Linked DNA regions of Mus musculus: regions 2, 3 and 4 are each linked to region 1. A link is a contact called in public ChIA-PET and promoter capture Hi-C data. All regions are on one chromosome and are shown on one strand. Each heading gives the region's core, a stretch centred on a gene start, on an enhancer-like site or on the middle of the called end of the contact. The rest is flanking DNA. Distances are from core to core; before and after follow the strand shown.

What was found. Promoter capture Hi-C pulls out the DNA fragments that hold promoters and counts their contacts. ChIA-PET counts read pairs in DNA pulled down with a chosen protein or histone mark. Capture Hi-C pulls out chosen DNA fragments and counts their contacts.
Region 2: a promoter capture Hi-C map of liver shows a contact between it and region 1, with 5 times the contacts expected there. The contact joins the promoter of Dync1h1 here to the promoter of Mark3 in region 1. A contact is called at or near these places in 2 of 39 promoter capture datasets (liver and pre-B cells), 1 of 484 Hi-C or Micro-C datasets (CD4 T cells) and 2 of 115 datasets of contacts at active chromatin or transcription factors (embryonic stem cells and pancreatic cancer cells).
Region 3: a promoter capture Hi-C map of liver shows a contact between it and region 1. The contact joins the promoter of Tecpr2 here to the promoter of Mark3 in region 1. A contact is called at or near these places in 1 of 39 promoter capture datasets (cranial neural crest), 1 of 484 Hi-C or Micro-C datasets (embryonic stem cells) and 1 of 9 other capture datasets (liver).
Region 4: an RNA polymerase II ChIA-PET map of effector CD8 T cells shows a contact between it and region 1, with 11 read pairs. The contact joins the promoter of Rcor1 here to the promoter of Mark3 in region 1. A contact is called at or near these places in 3 of 39 promoter capture datasets (cranial neural crest, liver and pre-B cells), 1 of 484 Hi-C or Micro-C datasets (muscle stem cells), 4 of 115 datasets of contacts at active chromatin or transcription factors (bone marrow-derived macrophages, effector CD8 T cells, memory CD8 T cells and 1 more) and 1 of 9 other capture datasets (adipose tissue).

The regions. Positions count from the first base shown.
Region 1 is chr12:111,572,881-111,576,094 of GRCm38.p6, forward strand. Mark3 (MAP/microtubule affinity regulating kinase 3) reads left to right here and starts at 1,641. Exons shown (of 18, transcript NM_001370744.1): 1 at 1,641-2,221. The coding sequence starts at 2,171. 2810029C07Rik (RIKEN cDNA 2810029C07 gene) reads right to left here and starts at 1,522. Exons shown (of 2, transcript NR_045295.1): 1 at 993-1,522; 2 at 1-860.
Region 2 is chr12:110,599,739-110,602,952 of GRCm38.p6, forward strand. It overlaps Dync1h1 (dynein cytoplasmic 1 heavy chain 1), which reads left to right and starts at 1,657. Exons shown (of 77, transcript NM_030238.2): 1 at 1,657-2,116. The coding sequence starts at 1,867. Gm35558 (a long non-coding RNA gene) reads right to left here. Exons shown (of 2, transcript XR_381950.4): 1 at 1,015-3,214; 2 at 1-626.
Region 3 is chr12:110,887,716-110,890,929 of GRCm38.p6, forward strand. Tecpr2 (tectonin beta-propeller repeat containing 2) reads left to right here and starts at 1,549. Exons shown (of 20, transcript NM_001289510.1): 1 at 1,549-1,611. Cinp (cyclin-dependent kinase 2 interacting protein) reads right to left here and starts at 1,430. Exons shown (of 5, transcript NM_026048.4): 1 at 1,351-1,430. The coding sequence starts at 1,357.
Region 4 is chr12:111,037,918-111,041,131 of GRCm38.p6, forward strand. Rcor1 (REST corepressor 1) reads left to right here and starts at 1,450. Exons shown (of 12, transcript NM_198023.3): 1 at 1,450-1,971; 2 at 2,045-2,104. The coding sequence starts at 1,689.

The sequences.
Region 1 (3,214 bases), core at 391-2,890:
CTAAACTGGGTGTCTGACAGGCCCTAGGCATCACTCTGTCTCTTCAGCTATCATTCCATCTTCAGAGTAAGTATGCCTTCTGTAAGTCTCCCCTTAGACCCACGAGTGGGATAGGATGCCCTCGGTTGGTCTCTTAGCTGTGGAGCACGTGTCCACTCATCACAACCTACATTTCAGTTGAACTGTGTGGAGCAAACATTTGATTCAGAGGCTTTCCTCTGCAGTCCTCTGCTTAACCAAAAAGGGAGAAAGAGAATAACATTTAATAACCCATCTGGTGCCCCGAGCACACCCCTAAGAGGGTGAGATAGGAGCTCTGAGTGCGTCTTGGCCCCGGCTTGTTTTGTCTTGGGACCCTCTGGCCTCTCTGGATGTGATGCTGGTGTTTGAAGATCTGTTGTTTCACAAAGCAGGATACACCAGGATATCGGGGTGTTGGGGGGGCAGAACCAAAGCAAGCAAACAAAACATAAGAAGGAAAGAAAGCAAAGTTTAGTCACTCACAAGTTTAGCCATTTCTAAAGCTGTAGGAATGGGGTTCAGATCCTTCTATAACCAACACCACCGATGGCCTGGGTAAAGTAACCAACTTACCCAGACTTTAGGTCACGTGCTGTGCCTGAGCATCTTATGCGGCTACACTGAGGCTTAATGAATAACCGGCACAAGGTGGACTATTAGTAACAGTTTGTCTTACCCCGGCTCACATAGCCCTCCCTCCTCTACCAATGGATTCTCTCCTTAGAAGACATAAAGAGGTGACACGCTGAGCAGGCCTTCTAGAAGAGGCAGCATATTCAGAGTTCCACCTGCAGGTCACTCCCTGGTCCAAGCCTGTAGCAATATCGCTCTTCAGAAGACTGAAGTAAGAGAGGGAGAGGCGAGAGAGGAGGAAGGAGAAAGGGACAGAGGGGAAAAGTGAGGGATAGAGGGAGTGAGAGAACGAAAGGGAGAGGAAGAGACAGAGAAATATTGATTATATAAGCCCCTACCGGCATTTAGGATCTGATCCTGGGGGCGTCTACGTGATCTCATCGAGTCCCTCTTCCCAGCTTTTTGTGCTACCTTGTTATTTTATACTTCACTCTTTCATCCGAATGGGTATTCAATTGAGCCGGCTCCGATAACCAGTGGCTCCTTAGTCAGAGGCAAAAAAGTTCTTTGGCTGGATGCTAGATGCCTCGGTTACGAAGCAGGAGCCTGGCTCCTTCCTCTTCAGCTAGACCAGTGACTGCTGCTTCGCTGCTGGAGCTCCATCCTTTGCAGCGTGGCCGCGGGAAAGAAAAGTCAATTTTTGCAAACAGTAGGCTCTTCATGTGTAGTATAATCCAGACAGCCTAGATCTGTACTCTGCAAATGCCAGCCCAGCAGTCGGGCACAGGATGCCCTCTAGGGAAGTGGTCCGGAGGGGTCAGGGATGCCCAGGCAATCTGGACCATTGGAACTCTCCGCCCGCTAGAGAGGAGACCAAGCAAGACCTTTCCGACGGCACCACCCCCTCAGACCCAACAGGACGAGTCGCCCCTAGCAACAGCAGCCGGCAGCTAGCTCCGACCGCGCTGATTGGCGGAACTCCAGGCGGCCGTAGCGTCACTTCCGGCAGCCGGAGGCAGCGGAGGAAGCCGAGGCGCGGCCATCTTGAGTCTGTAAGGCTCCTGAGGTGCCGGGAGCGGCGGTGGCAGCCGGCAGGGCGAGGCCGGGCGGAAAGCGAGCCGGAGAAGGGAAAGCAGCCGGGCGTGGGCGCCTCCTCCGCGGCTCCCTCCATGGTCGGCGCCTGCAGGCCGCGGCGGCCTGTCTTGCGCTCCATCTCCGCTCCATCCTCCTGCGCTGCTGCCTCTTCAGGGGCTGCCGGCCGCGCCGTGTCGAGCCCCCGGGGCTGAGCTCCGCGGCGCTGCGGCTGCGAGCGGCGAGGAGGCGCGGGGCCCGCGAGGCCCGTGAGGTGCCCTGAGGCTTGCGGCGGCGGCCAGCCGGCCCGCTTCCAGTGCGGCCGCCGGCGCTGGGGGAGAATGAGCCCCGGGGCCCGCGGGCGCACGGCCCGGGCCAGGCCGGAGATCTAGACTCCGGCCAGGGAGGGCAGGGCCCGGAGGCTCGCGGCCGCTGCTCGCCGGCCGCCCAAAGCTGGGCGGTTTTGTTTTCGCCTTGGCGTTGTGCGGAATCAAAGCGCAATAAGATGTCCACTAGGACCCCTTTGCCAACGGTGAATGAACGAGACACTGAAAACGTGAGTGGACTGCGCTGCAGGGTGGCAGACCCTCAGGGTGGTAGCAGGGGGATCCAGCCCAGATGCTCCAGGCAGGGGTCAAGGCGCAGCCCTGTCCTGCGGCGCGCGTGCGGCCTGCGCGCTGTCCTTACGGTCGGCTGAGCATTACCCGTCCGTGCGCTGCTGCGGCCAGTGCGCGGTTGAACACAACTCTCCTCTTAACGTCGGGCAGGGTCTGAGCCTGCCAGTCAGACCTAGGTGCAGATTAATAGGATCCAATCGGGTCGAGCGGAGCGCCCTTTAAAAGGGGACTAAGTTTAATGACAACTGCCAAAACTAAGTGCCCCGTGGAGAGATCCTTGTGGGCCCCCGTAGTTCCCGCACTCACAAGAGTAGTTCTCTGCTCCAGAGCCGCTGCCTTTATCAAGGAGTAGCTTCCCGTCCTTGGCAAAGCTAAATCTGTTCGGAAGCAGCGGGCTGAGTGTTTTGAGAAGCAGATGTGAAGCTCTGCTCTGTTCTGCTGCCCGGCCGAGGGACACCCACTGGGTTGCCTTTTCCTTCCGCTGCAAAAGGTTGGCTTGGAGTAGCTCTCAGGCCCGGTCCAGTGTGCACACCCAGCAAATCTATGTAAAAGGATTTTGTTGGAAAGGACCTGCAGAACCAAACCAAACCACAGCCTGGAGCAGCATTGCTAGGGAGTGACAAACGTGTAGTAGAAGTTCTACTGAAGAAATGTTTGACCTGCCCAAGTGTTTTTTGAACTCTTCTTCCGCATCGGATTCCAAAGTGTTCCAGCCTAGCTTTGTCCTCTGTAAAGCATTTAGTAAATAACTTGTAAAGAAACTTCACTGGCCTTTCATTATGCGGAGCTATGAGGTAACTGCTGGCAAGAAAATGCAGTCTCTTTGGAAAAGCTTTCATGCTTCGGGTGTTTTCATGCTTTGAAAACCATCCTTAGACATGGTGACCTAGTGGTATCAAATGCCTTCATTTTAATCTTCAAAATGACACTTG
Region 2 (3,214 bases), core at 407-2,906, 970 kb before region 1:
GCCCTTAGAAATCTCAGCAGCCTGTGTGCAGCAGGTCTGTTCTTACTATATTAAAAAACAAAAACAGAATGTTTATTGAAAAAGCACACAGGTTTGATCCACTTGTAAATCCTTGTAAACAAATCATTTCTGTCTTCTTTGGAATGATAATAATCCAAAGTCTGAGCCTGCTATCTGTCCCCTGGCGTGGAGCCAGGTTGCAGATGAGTGAGTCCTCGGATAACTGAATGACTGCATTTCCCAGGTGCTGACTCACAGTGCAGCCAGTGTGCAATCAGCCCCACACCCACTAAGTCCCTGCAGGTTTCAGAATCTCCGGTCTTTTGTCCTTGTTCCTATCTCTGCAGGATAGGCAGAGGGAAACACTAACACAGCACCTAGTGTCAGGTGGACATTCAGTATTGATCACTGCCAGTACGCCAGCAATTCCACAGTAGCAATTCACCACAGTAGCTTTGGGTCTGTCCTCTCACCTCTGCAAGATTATTTATGACACATTACACCAGGGTGGGCTGATGGAGGGAGAATGGGGATATTTATCTGTTTTCTCTCTCTCTGTCTCTCTGTCTCTCTCTCTGTCTGGCTTCTAGAAGAATCTTCGGGCCTCCATCAGCAGCCTCTGGGACCTGGCACAGGACAATTGTGCAAGGAATAAGCATATTGTAGGGCTTCCCGTATTCCAAAGATGATTTGGGAGAATCAAGTCATACCACCATCATCCCACCAATCAGGACTCAGCTTTCTAACTCGGCATTATTATATTTTTAAAGATCATTTTGGCTTAGTTCCCTCTACCCAATTGAACAGGCAAGTTATGACCTGAACTTTCAAAGGCCAGTTACTAACCCTAAGAAAGTAAGCAAAGAGATTCTGCCCTTCTTGTCCTCCGTGTATGGGAGGAGGGGTGATGGGTCAGATGCAGGGAAACTTAGGAGCAATCTGAGCCCCTGCCTCCTGCCGATCCAGATTCCCGAACCCACAGAGCGGTGGGTGCTGCAGGTATGGGGAGCTTACCGTTGTCAGTGGATTCACTCATGCGTCCTTCTCTTACATCACCCTCGCTTGGTAAATGACACTGTGTTCAGAAGCCAGGTCCCATCGTAGCTTGATGTTCCTACTATCCAGGTTTCTTTTAGCCTACCGTTAGACTGCACTGCAGTTGCTGCTCCACCCATACCTAACCTTCCCTTCCTCAGACGCCAGTTCCTCAGCTAAAATCATCTCCCTTCCACTCTCTCCCTATCCAGTTTAGCGAAGTCATTGTGGGCATGCCCCTCATCTCCTCTGAAAAAACGTCCTCATCTTCCCAATGTGTATCTAATAACGACTGGGCAGTTGGGACTCCAGACTCCATTCATTCAACGGGAGAACTCAGGTTATTAATAGCAATGTCGGGCAGAGGATGAACTCTCACTAAATGTCAATTCTCGTCAATGCATCCTTAAAACACTATTTATGAAGCCTGAGGGGCTGGCTCTGTGATATTCTCTGCCACCTGGCAATGAAGACAGACGCGGTTCCTGGACCACTTTTGCGCAGAGTAATGGGTCCCGCCCTGCCCTCCGACTACAAGTCCCAAAAGGCCACGCGGCGCCGCACATAGCCCCGCCTCCAGTCGCATGCGTAACGTCGCGACGCCGACCGCGAGCGGGCGCCGGTGGCTGCAGCCAGCGGGCGGGGCGGGGCCGGCGGGAGCGGCGGCCTTTAGGGCGGAGCCGGCTCCGCTGTCCGCAGTCGGCCGCGGGTTAGCGGGCAGAGCGTCTCCTGTCGCCGGTTCCCCTCGCTCACTGCTCTCTCGTGCCGGAGGCCGCTCCTCTCGGCTCTCGCTCTCTCTCTTTCTATCTCTCTCCCTTCCGTGGATCCGCCATGTCGGAGCCGGGCGGCGGCGAGGACGGCTCGGCCGGCCTGGAGGTGTCGGCGGTGCAGAATGTGGCGGACGTGGCGGTGCTGCAGAAGCACCTGCGTAAGCTGGTGCCGCTGCTGCTGGAGGACGGCGGCGACGCGCCGGCTGCGCTGGAGGCGGCGCTGGAGGAGAAGAGCGCCCTGGAGCAGATGCGCAAGTTCCTGTCAGACCCGCAGGTCCACACGGTCCTGGTGGAGCGCTCCACCCTCAAAGGTGCGCGGCGCCCCCTCCCCGGTCGCGTGGAGCAGCTAGGGTGCCCGGACCGCCAGCGCCCGCACAGTGGGGTCGCTTTGTCTCCGCGGCTTCTCAAGATGGCCGAGTTGGGTGGAGACAGCGTCTCCCGGTCCCGGCTGGGCACAGGGCCGCATCCCTGCCTCCAGAGTCACATGAGCTTTTTTGGTTTCGATTCGTATCCAAGCTTAGCTCGCTTTGGGAAGAGTGTGTCTAGGACAGCCTAGGTGCTGGCCCTTGGGTGGGCTCGGGGACCGGTGGGTTGGCGGGAGCCGGAGTGGGCAGGCCCTGGTCACCCAGCATCTCTGCTGTCTGCGGCTGCCTACGCGTAGGCCTCCATTGGCCTCGCAGCATCATTGTTGAGTGGGTGTATCTCCCAGTTTTACAAACCAGGAAACTGAGTCCCGTGGCTGGTCCAAGGTCACCAGCTAAAATACAGGACCTTGAGATTAGACTCAGCATATCAGTTTCCAGTCCAAATTGCTTGTTTTGCTGATCATGGCTTGAAATTGTTGCTTAGATGACCCTAATGACAGCTCTGTGACATTTAAGTCTGATTTCAAAGACTTAAGAACTGTTGCTTACCTAGTTGGGGAAGGAGGCAAAGAAGCTGACATGTTCCCGTTGTGTCCTCCAGCAGAGACTCTCACAACATCCCTAGATTGATCTGGAATAGGGGGCTTGCTTGCAGGACTCCTTCCTTCTTGAGGCTTTAAAACCACTTTGTAGCATCTGGGGAACTTGTATGACATGCTGGCGAATGGGTGTGGCATTTCCCTAGGAACCCAGATGTGCTGTTTAAAAGTAAAATAGCCCTTAGGGATTGAAGATGGACTGAGAATATTTGCTAGCAAGTTCCCTAGAGTTCCAAAGGCTGTGTGGTTCCGTTAGAAAACCAGAGTGGCTGTCCTTTCGATAGTTTGTATCGCTTTAAGGCTATTCTTAATTACAAAATGTTCACACAGCCTTGGTTTGGGCCTGCAGTTAGAAGATAGCAGAATATTTTTCTTCAATCTACACACAATGTCTAAAGCATTAGGATGCTATTAGTGCCTGGCTAGTGTTAGTGTGACTGAAGAT
Region 3 (3,214 bases), core at 299-2,798, 690 kb before region 1:
CGTGAGGATGTCTGCATGGTGAATGATGTACAAGGGCCTAACTCTCTGTGGTGCCGCAGCCCTTGGGCAATTGGTCCTGGGCTGTGTAAGAAACGATCTGAGGGGCTGGAGATGGCTCTGCGGACCTAGCACCCAAAAGAGGCTTACAATCAGCTGAGATTCCTATTCCAGAAGATACCATGTCCTCTTCTGGCCCCTGTGGATACAGCTGACACATGGTACGTTTACATAAATGTAGGTATTATACACGGAGAAGAAAATCCTAGGAAAAAGCAAGCCAGTAAGCAGCTATTCTTCATGGCTCCTGCCTCTGGTTCTGCTTGGGTTCCTACCGAGTTCCTTCATAGATGGATTGGGACCTGGAAGGGTAAGACAAATAAACCCTTTCCTTCCCAAGATGCTTTTTGGTGACGGTATTTTACCATGGCAACAGGAAGCAAGTTGAACAGTTATTTCCATCAAGAAGTCTTCCTGGACTCTCCCCCCCCAACCCCCGCCGCCGCCGCCCCCACTTCCACCCCTGGTTGCATTACGAGTCACTGCAGTAGACATATTATCTCCTATTCGTTGGCTGTCATCACATCCCCTAGTGAGTCAATTTCTTCTATTTCTTAATTCTATTTTCTCCGCAGGACTGAGTTCAACCACAGTAGGAGTTATGTCTTGTTCCCTCCCATAACTTGCACACACAGCTGATTGAGAATCAAACGGGCTCCATGGAGGAACTGCTCTCACCTCCTGCATTACATTCGTCCTTCTTCGGTAGGGGTCCCTAAGGGTGAGGATCACGGCTGACTAAGTTTGCCGGACCCACTTAGGAACCAAAAGCACAGCTCTGACTTCTAGACACTCAGAGACAAATGGGGAGATGTCAGTAATGTGAGTCGCAGGGCAGCTGGTAGAGAGAGAGGCACAGCAGTTTAGCTGCTTACCTCTTGTAAGCTACCAAAGCAAAACGGGACTCAGCAAGCCATACGCTAACGCACTGACCCATGCGACACGAACCGACAGAGACAGCCTTTATTACACACTGCAAGCTCCACGGCCCGTCTTACTGAATGCCGGAGTTTAGGGAAGGGTTCTCCGAGGGGCTGGCACGTCAGGCTTGGCTCCAATGTGCTCAGGGATGCTCTGAGCGTCACACCACTGACACTTCACGCACATCACCGCACTCAGACGACACTCACACCGTAATGAACAAGGCTCCCGGCAGCCCACGAGGTCCAGGCGCGCCCTGCATGTCACGTCGCGCGCGGACTCATGACCTCCCCCACCCACCCTCCCACCCCTCATGACCACGTCCACGACCTGCAGCCCCCACAACTAGGGAAACACAGCACTGTCACGCACCTTCCATGCGGCGGCCCACAGGTAGATTCCTGAGAAGACCCAAAAACCCGCCTGCGAACTGAGGAAGTGACGTCACTTCCGTCCTTGGGCCCGCCCACACTTGTGGCTCTGCCGCTCTAGCCCTCCGCGGAGTCACTGCTACTCTCTGAGGCCTAACCCGTTGCCTAGGCAACAGGCTCCCAGCAGCCCCTGCGGCCCGGAGTCCATCCCGCCTCCTCCGGGTTGGCGGGGCTGAGGTGTCCTGAGGGGCTGCCGCGGGAGGTGAGTTCGGGAGCGCGCGGGCGGGTGCCGGACGCCTCCGACGTCCCCGACGCCGCCCCTCGCCTTTCCTCCCCCTGGCAGAGCCGCCTTCCCCTGTCTCAGCCCCTCAGCGTCTCCACAGCCGCGTCGCCGTCCCCCTGGCAGCCGCCGCACGCGGCGCATCTGTCAGCCGGAGTCTGTGCAGAGCACCGGGCGTCGCAGCGTTCGCACACCGCCCCGGGCCGCCCTGGCGTCCCGGCTCCCCTCGCTCCTCCCCTCCTGCCCCACCCTGCATCCCTCTCGCGGCCGGCTCCAGGCTCCTCAGCCTGGAGATTGACATTGCGTTCTGTTCTGTCCCCCCGATCCTCAGCTGGATCCCTTACATTGCCGCTGGCTTGGCCGCCCAGTAGGAGTTGAGTAAGGGTTGGTTAAATGGATACCGAATGCCTCCCGGTGTGGCCCCCGAGGCGGAATGGACAGTGAATGGGGTGACCCTGGGTCAGACTCGGGGTCAGGTCATTGCGCTTCCCCTTCCTACCCGTTTACTGGAGCAAGTGTCAACTTCCTAGCTTCAGTTTCGTCATCCGTAAAATGATAAGTTTTTATCTTGGGATAGTGGAGGATTAAATGGGTCAGTGCATGCATGCACAGCCGACCGTCCAGGGTCTGACTGAATATGATCAAGGTTAGTCTCTGCTGTCACCCACACGGCTCTGTGGGCTTCGCTGCTTTTTCCTCTAGTCCCTTAAGTCTCTGGTTTCCCATTTCTTTCCATCTCCGTCTTTACTTTTCTTTCCTACCCTTTGTGCTTCCTTTCTTTCTCACCGATATTCAGGTATTTTTCTGTTCCATTTGTTGGCAGCATGTGAGGTGTATCGTTTTGTCGTTGACTGGAATGATCATTTGCAGCCAAGGTTTTGAAAACTTTTGGAGCAGGGAGTTGTGGGAAATCAGGTCCTAGGTATGAAGTTGCTCTAGTCTCTTATCGCCAGAGAGTCCTTGTCTTCGAAGCTGTTACACTTTTTGTACCTACTCGCACCCAGCTGTAATGCTGATATACCTGTGATCATTTTGTTTGTTTTTGCAACCTGACTTACAGCCCGTGTTTGTTCATTCATTGAGTGTTTACTAGACTTCCCTCATGCCAGTTGCTGGGCCAGGCCCTAGGGGTGTATGCTTACACTTCACACCTAGTCACTCCCTCAGGAAGGTTGGAGTCTAGCTCTTGAGATTTCAAACCTGAGAATCCCGTCTGGTTTGGGAATCATGGATGGGTAAAATGAAATAAAGTCCTTCAGGGGTTCACTCCCCCCCCCCACCCCGTAACTTTTAAAAATCGTGTTTTATGTGAATGGATGTCTTGCCTCCATGTGTTTTTGTGTACCCACGTGTGTGAAGTGCCTACTGAGGTCAGAAGAGGGTATCAGATGCCCTGGAAGTTAGCTGCCATGTGGGTGCTGGGAATTGAACTCTGGTCCTCTGGAAGGGATACCCTGTGTTACAGGCTGAGCTACCTCTCCGAGAGCCCTAAGCAGTTGTTTTGATGTAGCCACATTGTCTTTTTCAATGGAAGACTGGTTCTTATTGGGTTGGTTTTCAGTTTTTCTTAGGGAAGTTATCTTTT
Region 4 (3,214 bases), core at 200-2,699, 540 kb before region 1:
AGAGGGGTGTCCTTCAGAGAGGAGTCCAAGAGCAAGAACAGGAACTTGGTGGGGGCAGGGATCTGCTACCGGGAGGCTCTGGGCCCTGTTCTTGAAGGCCAGTTAGAAGTGACCATGGTCACTTCAGTGAAGTTTAAAATGATTCGCGGGGCAGAAAACGTGGAAGAGAAACCCCTGCTTATTTATGCGGGCTTTCAAACCATAAAACTCTCGTTTTCTCTCTGTAGCTATTTATATCCTGAGCGGGTGTAAAAACTGTCCCCATATGAAGCCCAGGTCTGAAGTAATATAAACGAAAAATAGCCATCTCCTGTTTTATTTATTTATTTTTAATTTAAAGCAAACGGTTTCACCTATAGTCCCCAGGTTTGGTCGCTGGCGCGGGGGGTGGGGCAGCCCACCCAGCCCCACAGGCAGCTGTCAGGCAGTGACGGGGCCCCTCGCTTGATCACTCCAGGGACAAGGACGCCCAGGGCTGGGTGTCACCGACTCCTCCGCGTTCAGGCTCTTAGCCCTGCGGGCTGGGGGAAGGGCCCGGGTCTCGGGAAGTGACCCTCCTCTTCTACCGAGCTGGGGACTCAAGCTCCTTCTTTTTCCCCCTCGCGGTGGGGCCCCTAGTCGATCTATGTCCCTCCTGCTGTCCCGGGGCCACTCGGCACCTCCCCTCACCCCGACGGCTTCGAGGCCCTCCCCGGCCGAACATCCCGACTCCTCCCTCGGCCCCTCAGGCAACGTGGGGAGCCGGTGGCCCCCAACCCAATTAGCGGGGAGCTCCATCGTCTCCAGGCACAACCGCTTTCCTTCCCTCGGGGGACACTGCCACCTGAGAGCCTCGTCCCCAGGTTCCCTTGCTCTAGTACATCTCGATCGCCCCTGGGCGACGCGGGGGCGCAATTAGTTTCTTCCAATTAGTTTCCCCTCTTTGTATAGAACCCATTCAAACTGTGCGCGTACTCCTCCGCGCGAGGGGGAAAGTAGTCCCGACCTTGCCCGCGATTTCTGTTCTCGCGTCGGGCACATTCACTTTGGGAAGCCGATGGGACGCTCGGCGGGATCCCCGGGGGAGGTGGCGCGGGGCCCACAGGGTGCGAGCGGAGGGAGCGGGGCGCTGGGGAGGGGGAGGGGGCTAACTCCTCGCTGTTGCCTCGAGAGATGGATCATGGGGCGTAAAGCGATCGCAAACCTCAAACCACGTACAGTGGGCGATACGCGTCAACCCAACCTGGCCAACGGAAGCACAGAACCTTCCCCCTCCTTCCCGTGATCCCGCCCCCGTGGCCTGACGGACGCGCACAGAGACCTACCATGCCCCTGCTTGCCGCCCGGATCCCGTGAGAGCCAATGGAAGCTCGCAGGGGCGGAGCTTGCGAGCGACGGGTTAGGCTGTGCGCGGCCCTCCTCCCCCCCAGGCTCCGCCCCTCCCCCCCGCCCGCGGCTCCCGGAGTAGTTAGAGCCAGCGAAGTGCGGGCGGCGATGAGAGCCAAAGTTGCGCTCCGTTCGGCATCGGGGGCTTGAGGCGGCTCGTTGCTCCGCCCGTCTGGGCCTCCTCTAGCCCCAACTCCCGCCAGCGGATCCCGCGCGCTCGCCCGCCCGGCCCGGCGCCCACCTGCGCCCCCTGCCCGCGGCCCGCCGCCCGCGCCTCGCGAGCCGGGGTCCCCGTCACTTTGGCCCGGCCCCGGGCCCCGCCGATGCCGGCCATGGTGGAGAAGGGCCCCGAGGTCTCAGGGAAGCGGCGAGGGAGGAACACGGCGGCCTCCGCAGCCTCGGCCGCCGCCTCGGCCGCCTCGGCCGCCGCCTCAGCCGCCGCCTCGGCCGGCACCGCCTCCGCCTCGGCCGCCGCCGCCGCCTCGGCCGCCGCCGCCCCCAATAATGGCCAGAATAAAAGTTTGGCGGCGGCGGCTCCCAACGGGAACAGCGGCAGCAACTCCTGGGAGGAAGGCAGCTCGGGCTCGTCCAGCGACGAGGAGCACGGTAGGTGGCAGCCGCCCCCGCGCCCGGCCCGTGTCCGCGCCCGCGCTGACCGCCGTGCTCTGCTTCCCCGCAGGTGGCGGTGGCATGCGGGTGGGACCCCAGTACCAAGCGGCGGTGCCCGACTTCGATCCTGGTGAGTAGCGAGTGACGGGAGCTCGGGAGACAACTTTGTTTTTTGTGCGTGTTGGCCTTCGGTCCGCGGGGGCACACGGGGCGCGAGGGCAGGCGGCGCGGCACGCTCGCACACGAGTGTGCTGCAGATTCGGGTGCGGGGAGGCCATGGGCTCCGGTGGGGACAGCACTGGGCCCGCAGTGTCCCCCGGCTCTGAGAAAGCCACACCTGGCCGGGGTGGAGTGGGATGTCTCTGCCTCCAGGTGTGGTGTACCGGAGCTAGGACGGGATCCCGGGTGGCAGTGCTGGAGAGTTGGCGTCCTGGGGCGCTCGGACCCAGGGCTCCGCAGAGACTTCTTACTTCAAACTGGCTCCTAGCGTTACCCTGCCAACCCTACGCTCTTATTGCCTCTTGACTCTCATCCCGTCTTGTCCCGTCCGGTCCCATCCTGTCCCATCCCATCCCATCCCATCCCATCCCATCCCATCCCATCCCGAGGGCTGGTGGAGTAAAGATCTTCCTGTCCCTCCACCCCAATCAGGTAATAAAAGAAGTGTGCTTTCCAGAGAGCATCTGTCTAGATAAGAGAGCCCGACTTGTGGCTGTTATTTTAAGATCTGTTTGTAAATGTGTGTTTCCTTTATTTCTTTTTTCTTTTGGGGGGGATGGGGTGGGGAGGAAGAGGTTGTGAAAGAATAGAACCATCAAAAGGTTTAGCTAACCGGCCATTTCCATCTACTAGAAATCCTTGTCCCCTAAGAAGGGGCATTCTTACTTGCCTTCCTGGTGATCTGTGTGGAAGCAAATTTAAAGAGGTACGGGGGTGGGGGGGGGGGAATCCTATCAGACAAAGGAATTCGCCAGATTTTAATGCCTATGATTCTGTCCCATCTCTGTATGAGACTGTCTTTCAAGGTGGTGGTTACAGGAAATGTTTGAAAGGCCGTGGGTTTTGTTTCAGAAATAAAATTCAAAAGACAATCTTGTACAGCTAGAGTGAACCGTCCTGGTTGGAGGGCTTTAGAACAGGAGGTTTTTCTAAGTAGGTTATACCACTAGTTTGAAAAGATAAATGCTTTTCCTTGGAAACAAGACTGCAGAAAATTGCAAGGATCTGGTCCTTGAAAAAG